Regions from separate parts of the Mus musculus genome. Here region 1 is linked to region 2. The links are chromatin contacts, called in public Micro-C maps. All regions are on one chromosome and are shown on one strand. The core of a region is the stretch at or near the end of the contact, and the rest is flanking DNA. Distances in the headings are between cores, read along the strand shown.

Evidence for each region. A called contact is a pair of places that touch in the nucleus more often than the background predicts.
Region 1: a Micro-C map of embryonic stem cells shows a contact between it and region 2, with 17 times the contacts expected there. The contact joins the promoter of Ebf2 here to the promoter of Dleu2 in region 2. A contact is called at or near these places in 5 of 484 Hi-C or Micro-C datasets (embryonic stem cells and stem cell-derived epiblast-like cells) and 1 of 115 datasets of contacts at active chromatin or transcription factors (embryonic stem cells).

What each region holds. Positions count from the first base shown.
Region 1 is chr14:67,232,908-67,239,753 of GRCm38.p6, forward strand. It overlaps Ebf2 (early B cell factor 2), which reads left to right and starts at 1,737. Exons shown (of 16, transcript NM_001360202.1): 1 at 1,737-2,358; 2 at 4,542-4,698; 3 at 5,642-5,705; 4 at 6,028-6,083; 5 at 6,511-6,584. The coding sequence starts at 2,228. Gm20675 (a long non-coding RNA gene) reads right to left here and starts at 288. Exons shown (of 2, transcript XR_874748.1): 1 at 196-288.
Region 2 is chr14:61,676,162-61,683,626 of GRCm38.p6, forward strand. It overlaps Dleu2 (deleted in lymphocytic leukemia, 2), which reads right to left and starts at 6,212. Exons shown (of 7, transcript NR_028264.1): 1 at 5,949-6,212.

The DNA of each region.
Region 1 (6,846 bases), core at 487-2,986, 5.6 Mb after region 2:
CGCAATTATCCGTAAAGTCTTGTGTAACTGAACTGCGCAGCTGAAAGAGCAGAGGTGGATCTTATCTCGACCATTTTCTCCCCCACCCTCCCTCTTTTGTTGGATAACTGCCGAATGCAACTAGGCCTCTTATTTTCTTACACTCAACTGTACCTCAAGCCACCCTGCCTCCCCTTTAAGCCTGAAATTAAAGACCTGGAGTTAGGGTACACCATCAACGCGACTCCAGCCCCCCTCCCCAGTCTGTGCAAAGAGAGCCCCAGCCAGCTTTCAAGTCAGTCACTGCTGTAGAGAGAGACCAAGTCTTCCGGAGCACCATCCCGCCTGCGCAGTCTGTAGTCACAGTTTGCCCCTGAGGTGAAGTGACGTGCTCAGGTCCCCTTCAATGGAGACTCAAGCAGTCTCTGAAAGCGCAAGCTTCCTTTTCGCTCGCCGGGCAAACGTGCACCCCAGGCGCTGTGTCCTCTAGCGGCGAACTCTCGCAGCTCGTCTGTGAGCGCTCACCTACAGCTAGGGGGTCCGGTCAGGAGTCAATTGACACTCAAACCTGAGCCCTGAGCCGGGAGGAAAGACTCCCGACTGTAATGATGCTGAGAGGCTCGGGTGCAGTCGCTCGAACCGCGGCGCAGCTGATTGTCTGCTCCACGGCAGATGGTCTTTGAGCACAGATTTGCATTCATTGTCTTCAAATCTGTTTTCGCGCTGGCGTTCTAGATTTCAACAGCAGATCTACGCGCAGATCAGAATACAAAAAGAGAAGCAAGAAAATAACACCCAGCCAGGAGGATTTTTTTTTAATAGGCACCTCCAGCCGTCTAGGGTTTCAGCTATTTTGTGGAGCCTCGGCTTCCCGACCACCAACCTTCGCGACCACAGCGCTCGGCGGACAAAGTTTCCAGGACTTCTTCACAGACGCCTCGTGTCTCTAACGCAGGGTTCCCCGGCCTTCAGGGATTGGGGAGGGAGATTTTAAAAGGGGGGAGGATTCGAAACTTCATCCCGCAGTTCTCAGCCAGCCAAGCTGTCAGCAACCTCTCCTATCTGCAAAGGTGCGTACTCCCGCCCTCCCGGGGCTGTTTTCCTTAACTCCTTCACCATTTCCCTTCACAGTATATTTATTTAAACTGCACTTGAGCCTCATTCGTCCACACTCCGCTCTCTCCTTCCTTCATCTCGCCTCTCCTTCTAACACTTGTGGCCTTCGCACGAAATGATTGCTTCCCTGGAACTCTCTGAGACTTGGTAGACCGGTTCAGAAAGACGGATGCCCTGAGGGTAGTGTTTGCGAAAAGCATAAATACAGGTGGTCACAGGTCCAAACCCCGGGAATGAATCTGTAGGGTCTCCCGCAGGCGACAAAAAACCTGCATCTAGAGGCAAATCCGCGCTGGCTTCCTGCTCCCGCGATCGGAAAGAACCATCATGATCCTAACTCTCAGAGTCCTGCTACTCTGTTTTGGTGCAGGATTTGGGGACCCCCTTTCCCACTCAGGCCAAACACTCGGGACTCTGGTCGGGACTCGGTGCTTGTGGCTTGCTGTAGCCTTTCACCTCCCGGACTTCGGGCAAAGCAAAGCTTGGCTAACGCCGCGGGAGGACGTCCGCCCAGCTTGCCCAGAGCCGGCCAATCCCGGGCGTCCATGCAAATGAGGCTCCTTATCGGGCCTCGGCTCCGCCTCCCGCGGCCTGGGTTGTAGTAACCATTCATGGGGCCCGCGCGCTGCAGCAGCCCGGCTCTGCGGCGCTCTCAGCCACCGCCTCCTCCCCGCTCCGGGTCTTCCCCTTCCTCTTACAACTGATCCTGTTGGGGATTTTTTTTTTTTTTCCTATATCGGAACGGTGGGGAGGAGCAGGGAGGGGGGAACAAGGAGGAAGGGGAGAGATCAGGCAGCTATCTATCTCCTCCTGTTTTTCCCAGAACAGGTGATGCTTCCAAATTGTGGCCACTTTCTGGAGAACGTTCTGCAGCTGGAAGGATGCGGGCGACCTAGAGTGGAAGCCCCGAGGCGGCAGATCTGAAGCCACCGAGGATAAAAAACGCAAACTTTGCATTGTGCGTGGAGGAACGGGCTGGCTATTTCTTTCCAAGAGGGCCCCCAAACTTCGGCCCTTGCCGCCTTTCTCGGATTGCTTTTGGAGAACACCATTTGCTGGCAGCATTGGAGAGTGAGGACGGTGTTGTTGTAAAGTCACTTTTAAGGCGACAGTAGAGGACCAGACTTTTTAAATGTTTGGGATTCAAGATACGCTAGGAAGAGGACCAGCTCTGAAAGACAAGTCGCTGGGTGCCGAGATGGATTCGGTCAGGTCCTGGGTCCGGAATGTCGGCGTGGTGGACGCCAATGTCGCGGCTCAGAGGTAATGAGACTGGAGCCGTTGTGCTCTGAAAGTCTCTGGTTGTGTCTGTCTCCCCGAATATCTCTTCCCTTTGCTCCCTCTCTTTCTCTCTGTCCTTGTCTCTCCTCCCTGGCTGTGCGCACTGGGGCTCTCCCTGGGCGGGCAGGTCGCTGCGACTAGGGGAACCCTTTTCCCGCAGTCGACACTGTAGTTTCTGAACTACCGAGGTCACGGGTGTTTCTCCCCACAGTCCGTTCTTTGAGGACAAAAAAAATTTATTAAAAGTAGCGTTCAAGCTCACATCGTGGCGTTTACTCTTGGACTCTAGCGGAGTGGCGCGTGAAGATCCGAGCTGGCAGCCGGCGCAGCGGCAGAGCCGGCTTTCCGGTCACTCCTAGGTTCCCCCACGCTTCCTGCGAGCGCCTCTCCTCCAGCATCATTCAGGATGGCTTGGAGACTCGGGGAGCCCAGCGGCCAGATGGTGGCGGCGGCGAGAGGATCCGGAGAGGCCTGAGGGGCTGCAAGGAAAGCAAGGCGGCCGGGAGCTCTAGGAAAGGGGACATGCAAGCGAGTCCTGGGTGAGGGAGAGTGGGACAGACAAACCGAAGAGGCCGAGGATGGACCGAAGCACAGGAGTAGTCGGGGAAGAGGAGAAAATGGAGCCGCAGAGAAGAGCACCCTCCAGTTTTGCGGGTTCCTCAAGTTGATTTTGTTTCCAAATCTTCGCGTTTACGGATGGTTAAAATTTGTCTAGGGTTCCATCCCACGAAGACATTCCAGTCCCGCTTCTCACTGTCGCTACTGAACTGAGATTCATGGCCCTCGTGTCCAGACTACAAGAGCCAGCTCCTTTACCCTCTCCAGACACCCACAAATTTCTTCCAGGACTCTCGACTCTTCCTCTGCGCTCTGCGTTCTGCGCCAACCTCCTTAAATCTCCGGACTTCACGTTGAGAAATGACCCCTTTTGCAGATAGGCCACATCTCCAGGTGTCCCGGGTAGAGCGAACTGGCTGCCACCCTTCAAGGAGTGGCAGCAAAGGCCGCAAGCCGGATGCCTGAAGTGGCAGCTGCGGTACCCGATTGCCACTCCTCCGAAGCCGAATGCTCAGTTGTCCCCGAAGCAGATGGTACTTCGCAGAGGCCTTGGCTCTCGAAAGCGGTCTAGGGGTTCGCTCCGGCGGTGACAAGCCGAGGGAACCAAGACAGTTCCGCAGATCCGCTCCTTAGCGGGGGCTTAATAACATTTCCCTCCAGTCTTCCCGTCCGAAATAAAATGTACTTTATTAAAGTTCGAAACAGCAGTCTGTGGTGGTCTAGCGAAAATTATACACTTTCAAAAAAGTGACTGAGACCATGCCCAGCACAAGAATCCAGAAGACCTCAGGGCCACCAGGCTGCCCTCACCATCTGTCAATTCGCCGGCTCCACAAGGTTTTCAGTCAAATGTGGCACTATCAGAGACAGGCATATAGGGAGGTCCTGTGGACGCATCCAAGGCTCTGGCAAGCTCTGGGTCCAGCTATACAGAGTCAGGGAATTTGAGAAAACACTCGAGCGCGGATCGCCCGAGTCTCTGGCCGGGGCGCTGCTGTCTCTTAACATTCTGGCTTCTTCTGGCTTTGACACGTGGAGCGGTTCTTGGGGGCGAAGGTCCTCAGCAGTGAGTCCTCAACCCTGGCCCGTTATCCCCAGCAATGACTGTAGGGGATTTTGCAGTGACACTGTCCTGGATGCAAATTTCGGTAGAGTAAGGCAAACCTTGAGGACAGAGGCTTGGACTCCACAGGCTTCCTATCCTGTAGTCTGTGATCCAAAAATTCACTAGCCAGGAGTTAAAAGGGGTCACTTGTTCAAATGCAAAAGAACCCTATCCCCTTACATCTGAGTCACAGCTTTGAGTTTTGCGGGCAGGCACCTGGGGTTTAGCAGCGCTTCTTAAGACTTCGCCGGCAGCCCTGGTCTTTCTATTCTACTAAAAGCCGTCTGGTGACAGGATTCTGGGTGGCTGTATAACGGGGTGGCGGAAGCAAGGTGCCTATTGCAACCCCTCTGAGAGAGTGTGGAAAAGACCCAGAAGGTTTCTGGTCTTGAGTCCCTTGGCCCTTCTGCAATGTGTTTGGGCATGTTAGTCACTGCCTAACACCCAGTCTTTCTGTCTTTCCCCCTTGTCCTGTTTCTCTCTCCCAACACTTCCTGTGCAGCGGAGTTGCTCTGTCCCGGGCCCATTTTGAAAAGCAACCTCCTTCAAACTTGAGGAAATCCAACTTCTTTCATTTTGTCCTGGCGCTCTACGACAGGCAGGGACAGCCGGTGGAGATTGAGCGCACAGCCTTCGTGGACTTTGTGGAGAATGACAAAGTAAGCGGACCCCTTAAACCCTCCCCCCCTAAGCCGGCACTGAGGATTCCATCTGTCACTTGCGACACTCTCCCGCTAGCATCAGGAATGATAAATTGAGGTGTCTCACCCTTAGCTTCTAACTCAGTAGATTTTCCCTGCACCTCAATGGGCCCCAACTCTGAACCAGGCGTTTTCGGCTGTGCGCCCTAGCCTTGGGGTCAGTAGTAGCGGCAGTGCATCGACTGACCTCGCAGAAAAAAGTTTTTTAGACCTAGTTTTAAAAGTATACCCAACGCTGTCGCTGCCAGTCTCCAGTTTTTCTTAAAATTATTATTACTATTATTTTCTCTCTGGCAGCGGGAAAGAGGGCAGGGGTGTAGTTGGTTGGATTCCGTTTTATGTGGGAACTTGGGGCCAGCCTTTTATGGCTCGCTTACTCTCCCAGCGACTGAGCACCTTCCTTGAACTCAAACCCTAATTTGAAAGCTATGTTTAATCCTAAACGAAGGGTTGTTTTCCTAAACCAATATATGCTGGGCCCATTGGCTGTGCAAAGAAAGGGAAACCTGGGGTGGCTAGTTGCCAAGCCCCTGAACACTGGAAGTGGTCATTCCCAGTTTGTTCCCCACCCCTCCCCAAAGGCGACTAATATTGCCCTTTCTAAAGGACAGGCAGGCTTACCCTTTTTTGTAGAGCCTGGGAGCTCAAGGACAGATAGACAGGGGTGGGGACTGCTTAAAGACAGCTTTGATGCTGGCATCAGGCATCGGCCGGCTGGAGGCAGGGGTACCCTTAGGAAATTTTTAAAAGAGAGACAGGGACGGTGAAGGTCAAGCGGTTGTAGGCCTTGACAAATTTCCCAAGATGGCCAATGGTGGGAAATGCTCCTTGTCCATTGGTCTGGATCTGGTTGTGTGGGGGCACTGCAAAGTTGAAGAATGGAGGGCTTCTGTCTTTTCAGGAGCAAGGCAATGAGAAGACCAACAATGGTACTCACTACAAGTTACAGCTCCTTTACAGCAACGGTAAGTGGCTTCATGGGCAGGCACTGGTCATCAGGCAGCCAAGACTGGTGGCTGCTGTGTCTGCCTCCTACTGTGCTTGGGAGGGTAGAAAGCTAGTGAGTGCAGTCCTGTGGGGACTCTGTGTGTGTGTGTGTGTGTGTGTGTGTGTGTGTGTGTGAGCCTTGGTCGGGATGACAGTTGAGGGGTGTCTCTCTTCATGTCAATTCCATCTAGGGGTTTGTGGCTTGACTGACTGGGTCAGGCTCGGGGCAGGGAAAGGGTTGGGGTGGGTGCGAAAGGGTCTTGGCTATTCTTGCCAACCGCCTGTCCCCCTCCTGTGCAGGTGTCCGCACGGAGCAGGACCTGTATGTCAGGCTCATCGACTCTGTCACCAAACAGGTGAGACCAAAGGGAGCCTACTGTGGACTCCCCACTTCCCCGCGTTGTCCGGTGACTTCTGCTCCTAGCACGATTTGCAGCAGGGGATTCACAGTTCTCTTTACCTCAAGTCTGCTCTGGGGAACCCCCTCCCCCTGCTCTGGTGGCCCTGTTTCATGTGCTATGGGGGAGATTCTGGGTGTTGGGAGGTGACAAATTAATGACTGAAGACAGCGAACAGTTACTGAAGATTCAGTTCGCTGGAGAATTCCTCTTTGCTGAGAACTAAGGGCAAACTTCTTCTTCTGGCTGTTTTAACCGAGCAAAGACTTTGGTTCTGTGCTGTGGGAGAGGGAGAGGAGGGAGCTCTCTTCAGGGCCCGGTGAGAGGGAACCGAGTTAGGGCTTGTTCTAAAGTCTCCACCCTGTCTGTGTCTCCTTCCTGACAGCCCATAGCCTATGAGGGACAGAATAAGAATCCCGAAATGTGCAGAGTTCTGCTGACACACGAGGTGATGTGCAGGTAAGAGGCACCTTTTCCTTGGGCTGGAAAGCTAGGGAATCCCGGGGCTGAGTTGCCAAGGGAACCTGGTAGATTGGAACCTAAGCTGATCTGAAGCTCAGAAAACCCTCCTAGTTTTCTAGGACTGGGAAAGGGAAACCAGAGAGTGGATTCCATCCACCTGACTTCCCAGAGTTTCTTCCACAGGATGGGCAATCTCAGCTGCTTGCTTAGGTGTTGGGCCAGGCTTCATTTTGAATCTGGGACGAGGGCTCGCACCAGT
Region 2 (7,465 bases), core at 4,962-7,461:
CTAGATGGTCCCACTTCCGGTTTCCTTTCATGTTATTGGTTTTTGTAAAGTATTTTTTTAAAGATTTATTTATTTTTATTTATATGAGTACAATGTAGCTGTCTTCAGACACACACCAGAAGGGTGTATTGGACGCCATTACAGATGGTTGTGAGCTACCATATGGTTGCTGGGAATTGAACTCAAAGACCTCTGGAAGAGCAGTCAGTGCTACTAACTGCTAAGCCATCTTTCCAGCCCTTGTGTTTTGTTAATGTGTAGTAATTCTGTAGCCAGGAGCCCTAGTTAGAGTTACTATTGCTTTGATAAAAAGCAAGTTGAGGGGAAAAGGGGCTTATTTTGCTTACACTATCATAATCCATCATTGAAGGAAGTTGGGACAGGGACTCAAATTGAGTAGGAATCTGGAGGCAGGAGCTGATGCATGGGCCAAGGAAGGGTGCTGCTTACTGGCTTACTCCCATATTAAACTTGAATCTCAACCCACTGGGCCCATATTAATAAACTCTGGGTCCAGTTTTATGTTCTTTTCACCATTATCCAACAGCCTTGAAATCCATTCCCACACATATTCTCCAGATCTCTGCCTGAATAAATTAACACTCCTTCAGCTCTTTAGTAGTATAGCGCCCCTCCTCATGGACTACTTTCTAGCTCCCCTCCGGGGCCTGCTCAGTCTTAATTGGCTATGGATCTAGAGGCAACTATTGGTGGGTACTGAGGGATAGCAGTAATGTCTCACCTGTCATTTTTCTCAGAGAAACTCACTGCTGGGTTACCAGACGACGAAGCATTAACTTCCCTAGTCAAAGTCAGAAAAGGCAGTATTTCAGGGGGTGGGAGAGAGGGCAGGGGTACATCTGCTGAGGCTGCAGACTTCAGGTGAGATAAAACCCTGGAGAATCTCAGGGTTCAGAGATCTCAGATTCAATAGGACCCTCCCATTCCCATAGAGTTCCTCCCCTTATTACAGGATCCATGCTTTACCAGTTAATGCCCTTACTTTAACAGCTGATATCCTCCAAATGCTATGATTTGAATTTTCATTGTAATTTGGCTAACCTTATAACGAGGGCTTCAGTTTGATTTTTCTATAATGGGAGCTGTAATGGCTGCTGGAGAGCAGATTCACTTCCAGGGCACCCTTATAAACCTTTAGACTGCTTCTGTGCATCTGGAGCTGACCATTTAATCACTGGGTTCATTTTCCTCCAACATATTTCAAAATGCTAGATGTTTTGTTTTGTTTTGTAATCACAGAGCTCATTCCTTTCCTTTGTCGATTTATCCAGAGATGCTAGGAACAACCAACCCGCGTCCTCATTTGTCCAGTTTTATGTACAGACTCACCATATCTGTTGCTTCTCACAACTGGTGAATCAAGATAATCCAATCCATTTGTCCCCTTAAGCTTGTAAAATAGTTCACACCACAGGCTTTCAGTAATCTCGGAGTTTCCAGGAGAGGCTGCAGTAATTCGTCGGCAAATTAGAAAGCCTAAATCCAGATACTTAAAAAAAAAAAAAAATTCATCTGTATACTTCTGATGCTCTAGACTCACTTCTGGTACTAAAAAATCTTATCAGTCAATGTTCTCTAGAGGAACAGAACTTCAGAATGGTATGTGTATATATAGAGTGGCTTATAGGCTGTGGTCCACCTCGGTCAACAATGGCTGTTTACCAATGGAAGATCCACAAATCCAGTAGCTGTTCAGCCCACAAGACTAAATGCCTCAGCTGGTCTGATGCCAGTGAAGGAACTGACTTGCTAGGAGAGCAAGAACACGCTTCTGTTTTTCAGGTTCTCTTTATAGGCTGCCAGTAGAAGGTGTGGCCCAGATTAAAGGTAGATCTCACCTCAGAATATCTGGATTAGATGTATATCTTTCTATCTCAAAGATCCAGATTAGAAGTGGGTCTTCTCACCTCAAATGATTTAATTAAGAAAAAAAAATCCCTCACAGGTGTTCCCAGCCATTTGGGTTTTAGTTAATTCCAGGTGTAGTTAAGTTGACAACCAAGACTAGCCATCACACCAAGGTTGCAAGCATTCCGGCATATGGAAAAACTGCATGTGCAAATCTATAGGGTAGAGTTTGGTTGAGGTTGTTCCTCCTTCAGGGCTGCATTATGTCATCTGAAAGTGTTTACTTCAGTTCCTCTGGGCTGCCTCCATGGCAGCTGTGACATCACAGAGAAGTCAGAAGGTTTGGGGCCTGATAACAAAGTATGTTAATGTAATGCTAATGCTGTGTCCATTAAAAAAAAATCACTGCTGTATAAGAAACTTTAAAAAGTATTTTTTAAGAAGCTACTTCAAAAAAAAATCATCAAGTGATCTACAAAAGACTCATGTTTTCTCACTATATGGGTGTTTTTATTTTTTAAAGATTTTTGTTAGTTTTAATTATTTGTATTTGTGTGTGTGTGTGATTCGAGTGTGCACATATGTGCGTGCAGGTGCCACAGTGGCCAGAGGTACCAGGTGTCCCTGGAATCAGAGTCACAGGCAATTTTCCCAGCATGGGTGCTGAGAGGCAAACTCCAGTCTTTCGGAAGATCTATACGTGCTCTTAACAGCTGAGCCATCTCTCCACCCTGCAATGTACTTATTTTAAAATGTGTGTAGCATGAATGTATAGGGCTTTTGACTCGTAAATATAATTATGCAACTAGAAAAGTATTCTGAGTTGCCTTTAGGAGAATATTAATTATTAAAATAGCCCAGCCACTATTTTTATCTCTAAAAGAGAAGCATATTTAATCTAACATCAAAGATACATAAATAATAGAAGCTTAAGGCAAACTGTAAAAGATACCAGGTTATAAAGAACATTTTATTTACCTTGATATGAGTGTTATTTTTAGTTCTCTAGATATATTAAGCCAATCATTTACCTGGTAACTGTTGACTTAGCATTTACTGTGAAAATGGGAAAAGTACATGCAACTCTTATGCTTTCTTTTCCACTAAGAGTGGAAGTCTTTCCAGTCCCATTGTTTTTGAGACAGTCATAGTCTGTATTGCATGCTGGTCTTGAGATCACAGTAGTCCTCTTGCCTCAGCCTCCCGAGTGGATTACAGGCACTAAGCATCATGCCTGGCTCTTTTTGGTCTTATGAAGGAAGCAGCAGGTTTCTCTTTATTTTCAGGTAGCAGGACGGATGGCCTACAGAACTATAGCCATGCACCAAGGATTAGAGCCATGGAGGACTACAGCCATACACTAAGGACACTATTTCTTTACTTAGCCTTGTCCTTTAAAGCCTCCTCCTGCTCTAGACTTGCACTAAGTGTGAGTGTTCCTTGGAGTTCTGGCTAACTAGACAGCCTCCCGGTCCTCTTAGCCTCCCCCATGGCTTTAGCTACCACTTATATTTTAGTGACTTCAGAGATCCAGACTTTACACCAACCTCCCTGGGAAAGGTTCCCCCATAGTGTAAAAAATGTGTTTACCCCGAGGTCCACACCTTCTTACTCACCCAAAGACAAGACTGTGCATCCCTTGACCTCAAACAGCTAATGACTTCTCTTGGGTACATGGCAGGTGGTTCTAGCAGGTTCTATCTTAGCTCACAATCCTTTTACATCCCATCTCTAAGCCTCCCAGATCCTCACAAGGCCTATGTGACCAATTGTCACATCTATCAGACATCTTCTGGAGGTTTTCCCTTCTTGCAGGTTTTGAGCTGAGGCATCACAAAGCAGAGAAACCCTTTGAAATCCTGTGCTACATTTTCTGTTTACTTGTAGGAGGAAAAAAAAAACCAACCACCACCCATTGCTTTTTTTTTCCCCTCAAAGCATATCTGTTCATCCTAAAAGGCTAAAAAAATAAAAATGCCCATTCAGGTACAAATACAAATTCCTCAGCATGGTTATTCTGAATCATGAAGGCCCTGACCATCTGTCCAGCTTCCCTCTTACCCCTTTTCAACTCCCACCCAGCACCCGTACCAGTACGCACATCTATCTTGCAGGCCCCAGTGTGTGTACTCTGTAGTCTTTTGGACACTTTTATTCTTAGCTGACCTAACCACTCAGGAAGTCACCATCTTTCTTTCAAGAGACACCCCAGGTGACACTACCTATGGAAAGCTACAGCGGCTAGGAGAGCTCACTCAACTCTTCCCACCCGACAGACAACCTCACAATCTTTCTCATAGCATATGCCTCTTGGATTTCTAAAGTGGAGGCTGAAGGAATGTGGGAATGTGAAAATTAAAATCATAACACCCCAACAAGCAATAACGTACTAGTGGCACATTTACACACTAGGGAAGAAAAGCACACGTTTTTGTTGTACTTTCTTGGAAGAAATTGGGTGATAAACATAAAATTCCCACCAGACCAGACTTTTGACACTAGATAAATATCACACATCCCTTCCTGTTACAGAATATAGTGCAGGGACTTTGCCAGCATTTAGTTTCCCCTTTTATCATTCTAATATGGGCATTCTATGTTGCAGGTGTCTAGGAGAGTCAGTAACCTACACCGAAAAGCCAGTTAATGGTCATGACAGTCCCCAAATTCTCCATTTACTCCGGGAAATGTTCCACTTTCACTGTTCTAAGTCTTCTCCTTACAACACAGATTCTAAGAACCAAGTATTTTTCTTTCCTAAGACTTTAAATTGTTGCTTCTTAGTAGAGATCTTTGCTATAATAGGGCGGACCGATCCTATCGAAGCGTATTTCCCCGCTCTTAACTCATCTACCTATAAATAGCGCCGCTCACCGAGCTGAGTCACCAAAACCCAGAGTTTACTCAAAATAGCTCTTAAGGACTGCTGGAATTGAGTCGCTCCAGTGGTGACAGATTGACCACACACCCATCAAGCTGGGCCACGGACCAGAGCCATAGAACTGGCTCCTAACCACCAGGCGCCCAGAGGGCTAGTCAGGCGAGTAAGACCCTAGTCGCTGGGATCTCGAAGTCTGGACTCAGGAACCAGCTAGTGGCCAGACTCCGCCTTGACGGAACAGAGTCCTCCCCGCCCTTTTGGAGCTGGGAGCCGCGGGGGGCCCGGCACCCGGCACCGCCCTCGCCCACTGCTCACACAATGGGGCGCGTCGAGGGGCGGCCCGGCTTGAGCTTCAGACCTAGCCCTCATTGCCTAACTCCCGGTTGTTGCCAAAGCACCTGATGACCTCAGACTATTGCCCACCCTCAGGAGGGTGCAGAAGCTTGGGAGCAGCAGCCCTGGGGGGGGTGGGGGGGGGGAGAAAACGGAAGTGCCACCCCCTGCAGGCAGGGTGGTGACGTCACCCTACCGCCAGCCTGTAGCGGGGGTGGTTGCCCATCACGTGATCCACGCCCCTCAGAATCCCGCGCGCGCGCTCCCTCCCCCCCCTTTTCAACTAGACTCCCACCTCTCCCGCCTCCTCTCCCCAACTTTCGCCCTCCCTGCTCCCTCACCGCTGTCAACAGCGCCAGCTCCGCCCTCCCCAACGGCGAAGCAGCGGGCTCCTGAGTTCAGGTCCTTGCTCCCTGAGCGCAGGGTGCCCCCCTCCCACCCTGTCCCCAAATTTAGGCGCTCAGGGTGCGTGGGCCTCGGGGGTGCAGTGGCGGCGGCGACAATTCTCCACTCATTCCTCCCACCGTGGACCAGGCGGACTCTGCAGGTCTGCGTTCAAAGGGGACCGAGAGACGCGCACGGCCTCCGGGGAGCCCCCTCCTCTCACCCTGCGGCCCGCCTGCTCTGCCAGCTCCGTCTCCCGTGGGGGCCACGCGCAGATCTCCTCCTGGAGCCCCTCACTCTCTTCGCTCCGTGCACGCCGGGGTTACAGCTTTGCTTTTTTTTTTTTTTTTTCCTTCTGTCGCTGCTGCTCCTCGTTCTATTTCCTTACCGCCCCCCGCCCCCGCCCCGGTTCCCTTCTAAAAGTGGAGGCTGGAGGAGGGAGAAAAGCAGCCTAGAGTCGAAAGGGGCGGTGCGCACTGACCTGTCAGCGACGGAGGAAGACCCCCGGTCTGGGCGAGCTCTCCAGCCAGTGGGGGCACTGGAGCGCAGGGCTCGAGCGGAGCGGCGGCTGCGCTCGACCAGGTGTCCCCTAGGCCGGTCTGCGCCGCCCCCTCCCTCGGCGCCGCGCTCTCCGCCCCAACATCGGGGACCAGGGAACCCCCCAGCTCGATTTTTTGTGCAGTTTCAGCAAAGCTCCGAGGAAGTTGGTCCTTTTGTTCCACTATTTATAGATTGCGTCAACATTGCGAAAAGAAGAAGGCGGAGCGGTGGCCCCTCCCCCGCCCCTCGGCCCGCTCCCAGGAGAGAAAAGCCCCAGCACACGACCTAAGTACACAGCGCGCCAGCCGCCCGCCCCCGGGCCTCCTGCTCGCCACTTCCCCCTCCCCCCGCCCGGGCCCGAGCGCTGCCAACCCCGTCACGTGCCCTCTCGGGAAAACCAGCTCCCCGGGGCTGTGCGCCGCCCGCCTGGTTCCGTGGCAGCGGCCTCCGCCCTGCGGCGCTCCCCTGCTCCTGGCTGGGGTCGCCGGCCCGGGTGGTGTGCACGACCTGGGGACCCGCACTCTGACCACTCGACGGGGGGTGGGGGGGGGGAATTTCTCCCGGACCCGAGCCTTGCGCGCGGAGTGGCCCCGAGCGTGCCGTTCGCTCGCTCGCTCGGGCGTCTCTACCTCCCTCCGTCTCTGGGAGCGCCACCGCCCTACTTGCAGAGAGCGCGCGCGTTTGGGCCTCGCTTTGGAGCCCACGGCCTGGACAAGTCCCTGTGCCCCCTACGTGCGGCGGCTCCCGCAGGCGTCCGCTTGCTAGGCCTCGCTCCCCCGGCCAACGGGCGTGAGGGGTGCGGGGGTGGCTCGCAGCAGCTCCCAGGCAAAAGCGCTGGGCGCGGGAAGCGCGGGGCGGACGCTCTGGATCCGCAGGTGCAGCTAGCTTCACGCTAGCTTCCTTCTCGCTTTCCCAGCTGCTTAAAGCCCCAGGCATTTGCGCATCCGACTCCTTGACAAGGGAACGCGGTTCTTGAGGACTTACTCTTTGGTTACAGGAGTGATTGGGGCAAACCATTACAAGTTGCCTTTAAACCCCGAGGACGAAGTGATAGGCCCCTCCAAACCCCGAAGTGAAACTGAGCGCCCTGCTGGCCTAAAGCCTAGGCGGAGGGCTCAGTGTAAACAAAAAGTGCGATAAACACCAAAGGAAGGCCTTACAATTAAGGCAAACTAAGTGGTTAGTCTAAGCGTGATTAACTTCTGTAGCTTCTAGTCCCTTTCCTAAGTAATTGATTTCAGAACGCAGTTTTACTTTTCAGGATCAGAACATAATAAGTTAGCTACCAGATCACTGATTCAGGAAAACAGGCTGAGCTCGGATGAGAACAGGAAACGCATCGGACTTTCCCAGCAACTGGAGAGGGGTAAACAGTCTAGAAGAACTCCCCCCATCCCACTCCCCCGCCCCAAGTTCGGACCACCACCACGCCTCAGCACGGGCACCTACCTACTGTGA